Linked DNA regions of Mus musculus: region 1 is linked to region 2. Evidence: chromatin contacts called from public promoter capture Hi-C data. All regions are on one chromosome and are shown on one strand. Each heading gives the region's core, a stretch centred on a gene start, on an enhancer-like site or on the middle of the called end of the contact. The rest is flanking DNA. Distances are from core to core; before and after follow the strand shown. Region 1 has its middle 7.0 kb from the start of Gm826. Region 2 has its middle 220 kb from the start of 4933416E03Rik.

What was found. Promoter capture Hi-C pulls out the DNA fragments that hold promoters and counts their contacts.
Region 1: a contact with region 2 is called in a promoter capture Hi-C map of liver. The contact joins two enhancer-like sites. A contact is called at or near these places in 1 of 39 promoter capture datasets (liver) and 1 of 115 datasets of contacts at active chromatin or transcription factors (embryonic stem cells).

What each region holds. Positions count from the first base shown.
Region 1 is chr2:160,330,961-160,338,119 of GRCm38.p6, forward strand. It overlaps Gm46773 and a transcript of Gm826 not described here. Among named protein-coding and RNA genes, the nearest start is that of Gm826, 7.0 kb to the left of the region's middle. Within about 2 kb of position 1,306, at least 18 of the 459 cell types and tissues checked have an H3K27ac peak or open chromatin away from gene starts, as enhancers often do. A contact at or near this core is called in liver, where this site is marked.
Region 2 is chr2:159,728,396-159,735,447 of GRCm38.p6, forward strand. No RefSeq gene overlaps it. Among named protein-coding and RNA genes, the nearest start is that of 4933416E03Rik, 220 kb to the right of the region's middle. Within about 2 kb of position 4,191, at least 53 of the 459 cell types and tissues checked have an H3K27ac peak or open chromatin away from gene starts, as enhancers often do. A contact at or near this core is called in liver, where this site is marked.

The DNA.
Region 1 (7,159 bases), core at 56-2,555, 600 kb after region 2:
ATACCAGACACTATATACATACTATATACCATACATACTGCATACAACACACATGCCAAAAACACATACCATATACTACACATACCATACACCATGAGATACATACTACATTCATACTATGAACCATAAACAAACAACATACATGTCACACATGCCTTATAAATGCCACATGCCCCATACATGCCAAACATCCATGCTAATACACTACATATACCATACATATCAGATGCATACCATATACTTACCACATATCATAAACACCACCACTACAAGCACATACCACATACACTACATACAACACAAATACCACACATGTTGTATACATATAACATATATACTATACATACCATATACATACCACATGTATGTTACATATCACTACACAAACATAGACACAGCATATACACCAAATACCACACACCACCAGTATAGATGCATTCACCATATATACTACATACAACATACATACCACATACACTATATATTCCAGACATACCAGACTTGTTGTATATACAGAACATACCACCATTATAGACATATATATTACACATAATATATATATATATATATACATATATCATACATGCCATACATATATACAACACACCTTATATATCATGTACAGATCATATACACCACCATTCTATACCCACATACCACACATACCCCAAACATACCACACATATATACCACATACATCAACACATATACACACTACCACTACAGGGATACATGCAACACACACTCTTGCAGGGAAGGAAAGATACAGGAAGAAAGAAACCATAGGCCCAGTGAAGGCCCAGAAAGGGAGGTAAACGTCCACAGGGGTGCTGTGCCCCAGATCGGTGCAGAGTTGAGCAAGTGGCACAGAAAGCTTGCACCAAACAAGTTCCTGAGCATCTAACAGGGAGGACCAAGGAAAAAGTGAGCTGATACATTGGAAAGGGCTCCTGGTCCTGAGGAGGCCAAAGAAGGGAGATCAAAGGGATGCAGGGACAGCTAGGATATCAAAGTATCAGGGGACAGAACAGATGGCTGATCTAGTGGCATCTTCGCCCTCCCTGAGGGAATCCATTAGTGGGCTGGTCCTGAGCAACACCACATGCATGCCCCTCTCCACTGACCTGTGTGCCACCAGAACACTCTGTAGGTGAAGAAGCAGAAGTTCAGCCAGGTGAAGTGACCTGCCCTGGGCACGGTGATTAGCAGAAGTCGGTATCAAGCCAAATGCTAACACTAACTCCATGCCACTAACCATGGCATGGGGATATCAATAGCCTGAATGAACTGCTCCCTGTAAAAGGGAAAGACAGAGCAAAGGCCAATTCAAGTGAACACTGCTCCTGTCTGCAATTGAATCTCTGAACCCATTGGAGGTGGCGCTGTAAGCAAAACCAAATGGCATGCTGGGAAACCGGATGGTAGATGTGTGAAAATAAGTGCCCCCACCATTTGCGTTTGGGCCTTGGTTATACATCAATAACTACACCCCAGTACAGTCAGGTGGTCTACACACACAGTGAGCTTGGAGCAGAAGGACCAATCCCAGATCACAGTCCTTGATGTTAGGGGCACAAGCACTGCAGCCCTGAGCTGGGAGATCTCACCCCTCCTAAGAGCCTGTTCCCTGGATAGATTATAACCTGACCCAGCTACACGTTAGGGACCCTACAGCACCTACATATCCAGGACAGCTGCTCGTCACTCAGAGAGACACACACGGCCCGTGTTATCTCTCATGGCCATCAGCGGGGACACTGGAGGAACTTGCGTGTAGGTACAACACAATGATCCTGCTCTCTGGCACAGGAGGGAGGAGGCTGTTTGCCTTCCCAGGACATTTCATTTTGCCTGTGTTTGGCAAGACATATCTGATACACTGGCAGGCAGGCACATTGCTCACTGTGTCCCCACGGTGACACACCTTGCGTTTTATGACCAGAACAACCCGGGTACAAGATCAGCCCCAAGTTAAACCCCACCCCTCCCCCATCCCCCACCCCAGTGTGCTGTAGAACTGCAGGAACTCCCCACTTGCAACAGAGCTGGGGCAGACACCAGCAGTCTGTCCATCCAGCCATCTCTTTCATCAACATTTATAGCCGCCTACCTGCACCCAGCCCTGTGCTGGGCCCTGGAGATGCCAGGACACATAAGACACTGTTCCTTCTCCTTAGAACTCAAGGTCCAAAGGGCAAAACAGGAGATGTGATACCCTGAGGAGGGGCAGTGTGGCCAGGCAGGAACATTGGCAGTACACAGAACTGGGGTCAGATTCCAGCTCTGTTCCTTCCTCACGATTTAACCTTGGCAAGTCGCTTGTCCTCAGCAAACCTCAAACTTGTCCTGGTGTGATGAGGGTGATGGGGATACCAATTTCCTTGTGTTGCTGGAAAGATAGCACTCAGCACTGCTTGTAAAGCACTGTCCACCAGGGCTGGTACCCCAAGGCTTACCATGAGCACCAGCCAGTGTCATTATTCAAATGTGTATGATGCCTATCAGGCCTTGACGGGAAAGTTGGGCCAAGCAAGAGAACCCGTATCGGGAGCCCTCTGTGGATGTCAGAGGCAAGATTTCATCACTCACTCGCTCAGCAAATGTTCCTTGAGAGTCCTCAAAGTGCCGAGGCCAGCACGAGGGGTAAGGTTATCCCACAAGAGGGTGCGGTAAAAAAGACGCGGACGTGGCCATAGAGTTGGGTAGCTGGGAAGGGAGTTACCCTGAGAACAGACCAAGCACCAACCAAGCGAGGGCTGTAAGATCTGTAAGAAAGGTGGCACGGAGGAAGGCAAAGGAAGCAATCCTTTGCCAGCTGGAGAGGTCAAGAAAGGCTTCCAGGAGGAGGAGGAGAGGTTAGCATAGTACTTCAAGCATGAGAAAGTACTGTGGCGCCCCCTTTTTAAGTCCAAGCAAGGGGTGTATTCTCTAATAACAGATACCTTGATACCTTCAATGTCACAAGAAGAGAGGCCACCAGCAGATTTTCCTTGTTGCTTATCCAGAATACAGATACACGCGTGTTCCAGGAGCTGTGTTACCAGGAATCAGAGCAGCCTTCAAGAAGCTCACCTCAAGGTCAGCCTGAGAGGAAAGAGGCAGAAAGGCCTTCGAAGGGGCCTTCTGAGCACAAGCAGGGAGTCGCACAGGGCAGACTAAAGGCACAAGGATTCCGGCCTGGAGAGGCCAGTGAGGTCAAAGCAAAAGAGAACAGAACATGCCCAGGCTCCCAGCTAACCTTTAGCCCACAAGGACAGCTTCCACTAATCTCAGCAGCCAAAGCCAAGTTGGGAACCTGGGTCTGCCTGTTCCCAACACTTGGACACTGTGTCAGATCCACCAGAGGTGTTCTGGGTCTCTGCTGGGGTTTGAAAAATTCTCAACACACATCCCCACCTCAGATGCCCTCAGTGTTCTTGCCTGAGCCATGCCAAGCCCCCTTCCCTGAGGTGTGTGGCTGCTCTAGGCTTCACTCCACACCCACATCCCAATGCAGACACCCACACACCATGGCCCAGCCCCTGCCTCATCCTTTGGCTTATCTGTCCCATATTTACAGCTGTCACCAGGACCTACTGTTAAGTTGCCTGCCCGCCCGGGGAAGCCCTTGGCTGACATCCATCCCAGGAAGCCGTATTAGCAACTTCATTCACCAGGGTCAGTCTGGACTCCCATTGTGTGCTGTAAAATCATTTGTTTACTTCAGCTTTGGAGGCAGCCCTGCTTTAGGACGACAATTATTACTGTCTGGCAGGGCAGACAGTGCACATGCCTTTTGCAGACACATAGCCATGGTACTTTTTGCACATTGTAACAAAAGACTTGCCTTACCAATACCACCCAGAAAATACCCGATACTATTCCAATCGGAGTGTGAACTCACTGGAACACATGTGACACAGATACATATGCACAGATATATGTGTACATTTGAACTAACAAAAAGGAAAGTGAGTTAAATTAAAAAGAAATCACAACCTACGTAGCAAGCTAAACAACAAACAGTAATACTCAAGGCTCGTAAGGTGGTGTGGAAATTTCTAGACAGATAAGCTTTGCTAGAAGCAAAGTAAACAAGAGCCTTTATGGAAGGTAAATTGGAAAATATGTATCATGGACCACAAAAAGTGTTCCTTTCCCCAAGACCCACCAACTCTGCTTCTGTGAATTTATCTGAAGCAAATGAAACAAAAAAGGAGACATATTCTGTGTTCATAAAGAGGTGTCTACCAGAACCTTAAGCTGGGGGAAAATGAAAGCAAAACTCAGTGGCAGTTTGATGACATCACAGGAAACCATTAACGGGATAATGGTTCATCTGGAATGGGGAACAGGGCACTGTGGCACTGTGGCACTGTGGTCCAGACCAGCATGGATGAGCTGGGTCCTTGCTGCACTGCTAGGCTGCCAACCTCATGAGACAGGGTTGATCCCCCACCCTCTGTCTTCCAAACATTCAGTTGGGTTCTATGTTGTTTTTATAGTTTCTTTTAATTAGAGCTAACAAATGATTGTGCTTTGCCAAAGAACTACAAACAGAGCTTAATTAGCCAGAGCGGCTTTCACAAGACCCTCCGTCTGTCTGGGTCTTGTTTCCATCTTCTTTAAGATCATCTATCCCATAAACGGAGTGTGGGAAGTAGCCCTGGGAAGGCTTTGTATGTCTTTGTACATCTTTAAAACAAGGGTAAGGAGGAATGGCATAGTCAAAATACTGACTTCATGGCTGTTACGTATTAACACCTATCCATTAAGTCTGGTGCTCCCAACTAACCTGCAATGGGTGTTGTCATCCCATTGCAGAGATGAGAAAACTGAGGCTTCCTGAGCAAAAGGAACTTTTTCCAGGAGAGATACAGAGGGTGGGAAGAGGAGAATTCAAATACAAATCTTTCCAGCTCTAGTCTCCGTTGTTCATGAAGTTTTCAAGCCACATGGATTGTCTTTCTCAAATGGGTTTAAGTGAAGAAGGTAGAGGACATGACAAGAAGGAAACCCCAGGCAGCCTATTCAAAATGCCTGGGAAGCACTTCTGCCTTGGAAGAACATAGCTTTCTTCACCATGCAGAACCCACTGAGACCAAGAACTCCAAAAGAAAGCATCCACTGTACCAAGAACCTACCTCAGCAACCACAGAAACAAACCCTGAGAAAAAAAAACTAGGACCAGAGTATTGGTGACTGGCTTGTGGCAACATTGAGCTCCATCCTTAGATGCCTGTAAATGGACCTGCTCTGGGACACGTTATGGGGACCTTGGGTGTCTGGGTGTCCCATTCCCTCACTTGCAGCTAGGCCAGCACTCTGGCTCCTGTCCACAGCACACTCCCCACATATCTTCAGACTCCCAGCCCTGGGCCTCTTTAAGCCTATAATTACCCACAGTGCCCGACTTTATGGGTTCCTAAGAGGGAAGACCAGTAGCAAGAAGAAGTTCCTTGAAGGAGAACTGGCCCAACACACTCTCTTCCTTCCTGCCCAGAAGGAGCTTCTAGAGCATGCTCAGCTGAACCCAGCAAACGCCGTCTTGGCTTCTAAATCTTTCACAAACTTCCCTAGCCTCGAGTCTTCCGTGTCTGCCCAAGGTGCTAAGGTGAAGCACAGATTGTCCTCTGTAGCTCCTATGGTCAGCCTCAGCTTCACAATTTCACCCCACTCCACCACACTTGGATGCACTGAGTCTTCACGTTCCTCCGGACTAACTTCCCCTGAGCATCTGTCTCTCTGCTCTCCATCCCTGTCTCCCCTTCCACCGGCTGACTCCCACGCACTCTGAGGACTTACTTTAGATTCTTTTGAGGGTCGATTTTGCCCCCATCTCTGACTCACAGACCTTGTATGGTTAGTTTCACTTTTGACTTGACACAAGGTAGGGTCATTTGGGAAGAAGAAATCTGAATTAAGAAACTCTGCCTCTATAGGATTAACAGTGAGTCGTAGAGCATTTTCTTGATTGAACTTTGATGTGGGAGGACCAGCCCATTTTGGGCAGTGCTACCCCTGGGCAGGTGGTCCTGGGATATATAAGAAAACAAACTGAATGCACCAGGAGGAACAAGCCAGTAGGCAGCACTCCCCCCATAGCCTCTGCATCAGCTTTAGGTCCCTGCTCTGTTTGAGATCCTGCCCTGACTCCTTCAGTGATGGACTGTGATGCCGAACCATAAGCTAAAATAAGCCCCTTCCTCCCCAAGTTGCTTTTGATCATGGTGTTTTATCACAGTAATAGAAGCCTTAAGACAGACAGACAGACAGACAGACAGACAGACAGACAGACACACACACACACACACACACACACACACACACACACACACACACAGAGCAGTTTGCCGTCCATCTCTGAGTCCCTCCCCAGTCCCCCTGGCAGACTGTACAGAGAAGGGCCAAGTTCAGTGTACCAGCAAATTTCCCACTATGGGCAGCCAGAAGTCTGCTTTGCTGTGATTTGAGGCAGAGCATGCATCTGAGTCCCCTGGGTATAAATCCACTAGGCTGTCACTCACTAGCTGGGGGCCATTCCTGGTGACTATCAATCCTTAGCCTGTCATCAACACTGACAGTGTAGACTTAGGCAGTTGGAAGTGGGAGAATATATGAGGTCCAGGGAAGACAAAGAGGTCGTCCACATTGCCTACGTCTATCAGAGCCCAGAACACGGCACTACCATGGACTCTACCTGCATCTGTCCTGCCTTGTTTATAGCTATCTTCCCAGGGCCTCCCCTCATTCTTGCCACAGAGGAACATGTGGCTAACCAAATTGATATCCCACTTGGGGCAGTTCCCCCAGCCCATCAGTAGTCTGGGAACTCTACTCTTTTACTTCCAGCTGGGAAAAGATGGAAGAGGCAGAGAGTAGGGACACCTTTGCTCTCACCAGCGTTAGCCAGACATTCCAGGGGCCATCTTTCCCTGGAAGCGCCATACATAGATAATGAGAGCTGAATCAGTGTCAGAGGTCTGGATTCAAATCTCAGCTCCATCCACTACAGTATGGCCTTGGGCCAGTGGCACAACTTCAAATTTCAGATGAAAACATGATTAAAAGAAGCATGATCAGTACAATAGCTCCACTAGTGGAAGGAGTTAAAGGGACCTGATGGGTCGCAGACAGCTCTAACTGGCTAATATCACTCTGCAGGTCATTGGAAGCCATT
Region 2 (7,052 bases), core at 2,941-5,440:
CCCTGCATCCGCTTCCCTTGTAATGTGACATTACAACTCCTCTTGTCAGGATACAGCATACTTCTCTATACCCTTAAGTCAAAGAGCTTTTGTGGTTTTCTTTAGTAATAGACTGTGATACGAGTGGCATTTTCCCCTCCTGAGGCTCTGCACATCTGTCTTCTCTCTTGAAATTCTTGTTTGTCACATCACTCTGTCCACAGCTTTCTGCGAGATGGTGTGCAGCTTGCACATCCAGAGTCACTGCTCAGCCAACCATACTATGGAGGTCATTCTAGATCAGCCAACCCCCTACATGACCCAGCAGGTGTCTGCAAATGCATTGAAAAAGCCAACAGAGATCAGTAAAACCCAACCCCAATCTGCTAAGGCATCCATCTGACACCCTGATGAGGTCCAACAGTAAATGTTTAAATTCTTGCATATTATTCTAGCAATAGCTAACAGATGTACCCACAAGAAGAAATTGATCAATTGACACAAAACTCTTAAAGACTACAGGAAGAATTTCTGGCAGGTACAAGAATTGAACACTGTTTAGGCGGCTCATGGCTACAAGGGGGGATGGTGTTAAAAATAAGAGAGAGCAGGGGGCGAGGGGAGGAGAAGAACTGATCATCCAGTCTATTCTCTTAACTATGAAAAAAGACCACATAAATGTGTACATTTGGCTATACAAATGTGAATGTGCACATATGGGTATATATGCCACCCATTTATGCGGTATATGGGTAGACAGGGTCCTCGTTGTTTTGCAGAAATTAAAGCTAGAACTGATCATTTCTATTGGGAAAAGTGATGTGAAGACACCATGTTTGGAAGTCAGAGCCTCCGACAATGAGCCGGCTATGGGAATTAGACTCTTTCTATTTCTATTCCTTCATGTCCGTTCACACAAAAATTACAAAAGTGTGTTAGGACTTATGTGTATGATTGAGTTCATTGGGTTGGAAGGAAAGAGAGAGAGGCAAGATTAGCTTCATTTCTGTCAGAACAGAACCCTGCAGCTGTTGTCTGGAGAGCAACCCTCTCATGTATTTGTCAGTGAAGGGGGGTGGTGGTGGTGGTGGATCAGGCCCCTTGGAACACCTAAGCCTTATCTCTTGCACGTCTCACAACCGTGCAAAGCAGTCATCCGTTATCTGTGTTCTATTTAAAAGTGGAGCAAGTTTCAGAGACACTAAAGAACATACAGAATTTCACACAGCTGTTGAGTGATAGATGGTATTTTAAGTCCAGGATTTCTTGACCACAGACCAACAGTTCATTCAATCCCATCAGAACTGTCAGAAACACTCATTCTGCACATCAGGTGTACCCACCAGCTGTTTATTGTTGTTGCTGAGAGTTAAGTATAACACCTCCCTTAGCAACTGCAAAGGCCCTTGGTTACCTGTGATGTTTAACAGCCACTCTCTGCATGAACAGCTATGGAAAGCTTCATCCTGCACCATCTCAGGTTCATGATCATTTCTGTCTGAGATAAGACAACAGGAAGGATGCCTTGGCACTGACTTGGAAGCTCCCTGACATGCATTGGTCAGACACAGGCTCTCGGAATTACGAGGGACGTGAATCCTGCAGGTGGTTGACAAATGTCTATTACAGCACTCATTCATCAGGAATATTTCACAGTTTATGCCTGTAGACTGTACCCTCAGGCAACATAGTATACTTTGCTTCAGGCAGATAACTTTTTTCATTGTATGCATTTAAACATAGCCCCCCCCCCCCCCCACACACACACACACACATACACCTTCATGGAACTAATATACTAGATCACAGGATGCAATCCAAAGCAGTTTAATTCCCCCCTAAGCCCACATTCGCCCGTATCTGAGCACCTATCCAGGCCCTTCCCCCATACACTGGGTTAACTTTTAGGAAGACCACAGCATTTATCTCTTCTCTTTGAGATAAACAAAGTTAACTCTGCCTGCTGGAACTGCCTGTAATCGTCTCTGGTTGGTGATGACTGTGTCCTCGGAGGGCAATGATCATAGCCTTGACCCTCTGCTCTCATCTGACTCTGCAGCAGGTTGGAAATACACAGAAGCGGGACACAAACCTGATCTTCTTACTAACACCATCCGCCCTCTGCCATGTCCTGTATTAACTTCCCAGTCTCTTGCTTACACAGGAGAAAGATGACAGCCCAAAGGCTTGGAAATGCCGTATCTGACTGGCACCTGTGCACACTGGGTTTCCTTGGCCTCGGACAGATTTTTACAATTCATTTTGCCTCTGACGGGTTATTCTTATGGGGATTCTACCTGAGCCCCTTGGCACAAAGGATCTATTTCCCAACTGGTCTTATGAGAGAAAACCTTTGGCTTCTTTAAATGTGAACGGTTTGTTTATTTGTTTTCACCATCCTCTAACTTCAGGTTTGCAAGACTATCCGTGTTTTTCATTACAAACACAGCTTTATTAGAGGTTAGCTCTCTTGACACCAGTGCAATCATTATGTGCCTTTATAGGCTAATGTGACTGTGACAGGAGTTTCTTATGCTTATTAGGACTTCATATTTATGAAAATTGCACTTATTAGCATTGTCTCTAGATCTGGTTATTTAATATGTTAAGGATTTTTGAAATATTTTGATAACCATGCTTAATGGGAATTGCTTGTTTTGCGATTCCCATGAATGAAATTTATGCATTAAAATCAGCAATCTGAGGACTGGTGATCACTGCATTTTGTTGAGTTTGCACTCTACCTTAAATCATCTCTGCTCTTGTCCTATGTTCCTCCCTAGCAGCTTTGCAAGCAAAATACCCTTAAGGGATGAAGGTCACTACTCTTTCTCCAGCTCATATGGCTGACGTCTCCATGGGGAGCATGTAGTATGACCAGGGCTTGGAAACCATGCAAGAATTCCCTGGCCACAATTCCTACTTGGTTTGCTGTGGAGGTCTGCTAGCCTGCTGGGGCACACTAGAAGAGCATCTTCTCTGTGTATGTGTTAAGGTGCTCTCAATGTAATTGGTGAATAACATGCTCTGAGCTCTCCCTAAGCTCCCAGCCAATGCCTTTGGCTTTCCAGCCTCCTGCCAGGGCTCCAGACCTCCCACTATTTGGGAACCTAAGAGTAAATACTTGGCAAAGCAGAACACTGCAGGAGCTGACTCCAGTTGCATAGTTGATTTCAGTTCTCATTTGTCAGTGCTTGGGCCTCACTGGTTGCTGGAACCCTTTGGCATATCCACTCTGTTCACAGAATCCAAAGGAAGAAGTGAAGCTCTCCTGATGGGTCTTTCCAAGCTGCCACTAGGTGGGGAACAAAGGGACATATGTCCTACTCCTTCTTCTCAAAGAGCAGAAATATTCTGGTATATTTCCCTAAACATATCACATTTTAGTTAATCACAGTGCTCCAATCTTAGACTTTTCAGGTAGCCTTTGGTACACATCTGTATGGCTCATACTACACATATATTCATTGAAGTTATTTCAGGCAACATGTGATCTCACACACACACACATACACACATCTATGATGGGATCCATAGAAGAATATTGAACTATAGGGGCTTTAGATTCGGTGTTGGCCTTTGGAGATATGTGTAGAGGGACCATGAAACTGGGAGGCAGAGAAAACTAACAACGTAAGGCCTCCAATCTAAAGACAGAGTCCACTAATCCTGAGTTGCACTTCTGGCACGGGACGGTGGCCCTCCCACTTCTCAACCGGGGGATTCTTTGCTACCTGCCTGCCCACCCAAGGGCCCAGCCTCAGAATAACCCTCAGCCCTCATCTGATCTGTTACCAAAGAGACAGAAATAAGGAGGCTTGAATGCAGCACACACACTGATTTCCTGGGTAGCCAGTTTGTGTCTTTCATGTCTCAGTGCTATTTTGAGGGAAAAACAAAAACAAACAGACGAATTTACTGAACAGGAGGAAAGGGCTGCTTCATTTGTTGCTAATGGGTGCTCTAGGCTTTGTGGGTTTGCCTCTTGGAGGGCAGGCAGTTGTCTCCCAGCCAGAGTCCTCCTGACTCTGGCATTTAACAGGGTCTGCCTTCAGTGTCTTAGCCAGGGTTTCCTTTGAGAGTAAACAGCCCCTTACTACTTACTGCCTTTTACACCACCAAGAAAATGAGATTACTCTGAGAGGAGACAGCAGCTCCAGGCTGCTGTCGAAAGGGCGCTCTGACTGTTTGTTTGGCTGAAAGGCACCACACAGCACAGCTCAGGCTTGTTTAAAATTAGCTTCCCCCATAAATCACTTGCACAATGAAGTGAAGTGCCTGCCTCTGCCCTCTGACATATTTGTGTCTCTGTTTATTTTTAATGATGACATGGCTCTTTCTGTCTCCAGTTGGCTCTGTATCTTCCACATTCCCAAACACTAAAATCAGTGCCAAATGAGCAAAATCTAAGAAACGGCAGGGAAAAAGGATTTCCTTTGCTTGAAACGCAGAAGATGGTGGAGAACCTGAGTAAGGCCCTTTCTGCCTTAACCAGATTATAATGCCCTAAAAAGGTTTCTATGGGGAAGACAAGGGAATGATGACAGTGACAACATTAAACATGTAGATACAACAGTCATACACAAAAAATGAAATATTTTTAGAAAGAAAAATAAATGCAAACAAATATAAACATAGATGATAGATAGATAGATAGATAGATAGATAGATAGATAGATAGATAGATAGATAGATAGAGGATGGATGGATAGATAGATAGGTAGGTAGATAGTCAAATATGTGATCCTCTGAAGAGCATAAGAGGTTAGTGGAGGGACACAGTGAATATGTAGTTCATTAGCAAAACCTTTCAACTTTGATATCCATATGGTTTTTTTTTTTCTTTTACAAGTAGTGTGATCAGAGTTTCTGCCCTAAAGCCTTGGGAGAACTAGAGGCCTGCTACTTCTAAATGAGTATACAATCTCATAGTTGTCTCCAATCCAAATTTTATTTTAAAAATCTATTTATATAGAGCTAACTTCAATAATTTATAATGGGAAAGACACGATATTTGACCCAGCGATAAGTCCAAAATATAGAATATTCTTAGAGACAGGGCAATTTTATTAGACATGTCACCACCTTTCCAACTTAAAAACTCTATCTGCTAGGAAAAGCTCCCAGAACAACTTTCCCACCCATCGCACAGAACACAAAGAAAGAGAAGCAAAGTAGCCACCAGGACTAAAACTCACGCAGGAGGCCAGAGTCAAGAGTCAGGGGTGTCAAGGAGATGATAGCCAACTTGGGTGGACCCGCCATTTATTATTACAAATAGGTAATTTACTCAAAAACTCTGATTGGAAGTGAAAAGTGTTCTGCGAGGGTTCTTTCTTGTGAGTGCAGTCTCTGTGAGGCAAGGATGATATTCATTTTCTTATTGCAATTTTTGGTAGTAGCATCATTGGGAAACCACCTGTAGATCTAGGAAGGAGAGGTATTCGCTCACTAGGTCACAGTACCCCGTAGCATACGGCAAGGGTGCAAACATAAAATTGCAGTATCGCTGGACCGCAGGGATGATGCCCTGAGTTTCTCTCGCCTGAGCATTGACTTCAGAGATTCAGCTATCCCTGCACTGCTCTGATAGTGCTCTGCTTAAGGAGAGCTGGTTAGAGCTTAGGCACTGCTCTAGAAGAAGCACAGTTCATTGTCTTCTCAGGAAAGAAAGTCAACTCCTCCCATGGAGAAGGGTGCGAAGATTAAATCGTAACCACATATATAAGGAGAGCCAAGTGAAAGTGATTCTCATAAATCAAGATTATCTACTCATTTGCTGACAAACAGTAGCCTTCAATAAAATTCTTTCATCTTGGGTAGATAATATGAAAAGTACTTTTAAGAATTGAGCATAAGAATAGCTATAGGAAGTAATCTATAACGAAAATGGTTAGCAATAAGGTGATAAAAGATAAAAAGGAAGGATATGAACATATATCAAAGTAGTGAATGACTTTGTCTCAAGGAAGTAAGGCAGAGAGCAACAGATGAAGACAGCCAGCATCTCCCTCTGGCCCCTGCATGTGTGTGCACACATGTGTACACACATACTCAAGTGAAGGAAACACACACAAACACACACACACACACACAGAGTATGACCATGGAGTCTATGTTTGAGTCAGTAAGAAGCCAAATCCATATTGTATGAACTCAAGATGAGGACAAAACTCCGAGTTTGAGGTCTCTAAAAATACAGGTATAATGTCAAAGGAAGAGAAGGGAACAGGACACAAATGAATGCAGTTTTGAAGCAATACCGGAATGGTTAGGGGAAGACAACAAAAACAAAACAAAAAAATAATAAATAAATAAATCAAATCAGAGAAAAGATCTTATAGTGCATTGCCAAGGAGTTCATGACATTTCAGGGAAGTCAGTGGGTGGGAGCCAAGTGTGGTTGTGCGGAGAGCCGTGCACAATAGGCTCAAAGGTTAAGAAAACGAAAATTGGAAACTTTGGATAATTTGCCCAAAGCCAAGAGTTAGAAAGGACAGGCAGAAACTTCAACGTATGAATTATATATTAGACTCAGCCAGCTTGTGGTGTTACCTGGAAATGCTAAATTAAGCTGTGTAAATACAGTGGGCCTCAGCTAATTCAAACACCTTCCATCCTTCCTGGGCAAAGACTAAATGTCTTATTTGCTTCGTTCTTCTCTGTAGCAAATGTTAATAGTGGACACCCTGCTGGACACTTTAATATAGCTCCTCAACCCAGACTATACAAAGTCTAATAGTGTATGTAAAGCATTCCCATGACACATGTTACATACGCTGCTAAGCTGTGCTGAGACAGACCATCAGAAACTGTTGTTTGTGTTTCCTTATATTTTCCCTGTGTATTTATCACTTTTTGTTCTTCCTGTTTCTCCTGGCATTTTGTACCAACCATCTGGGATCATTTTGTAACTTCCATTGGTAGCATCTGCTTGTGCTAAACTATCTCCATTGTTCTTGGCGCTAAAATGTCTTCATTTTACCTTCATTCTTAAAATGATACCTTGCTGTGCAGTTTTAGCATAGGAGTGTGGTTGCTTCCTTATTTTTTATTATTTTTCAGGAAATGGT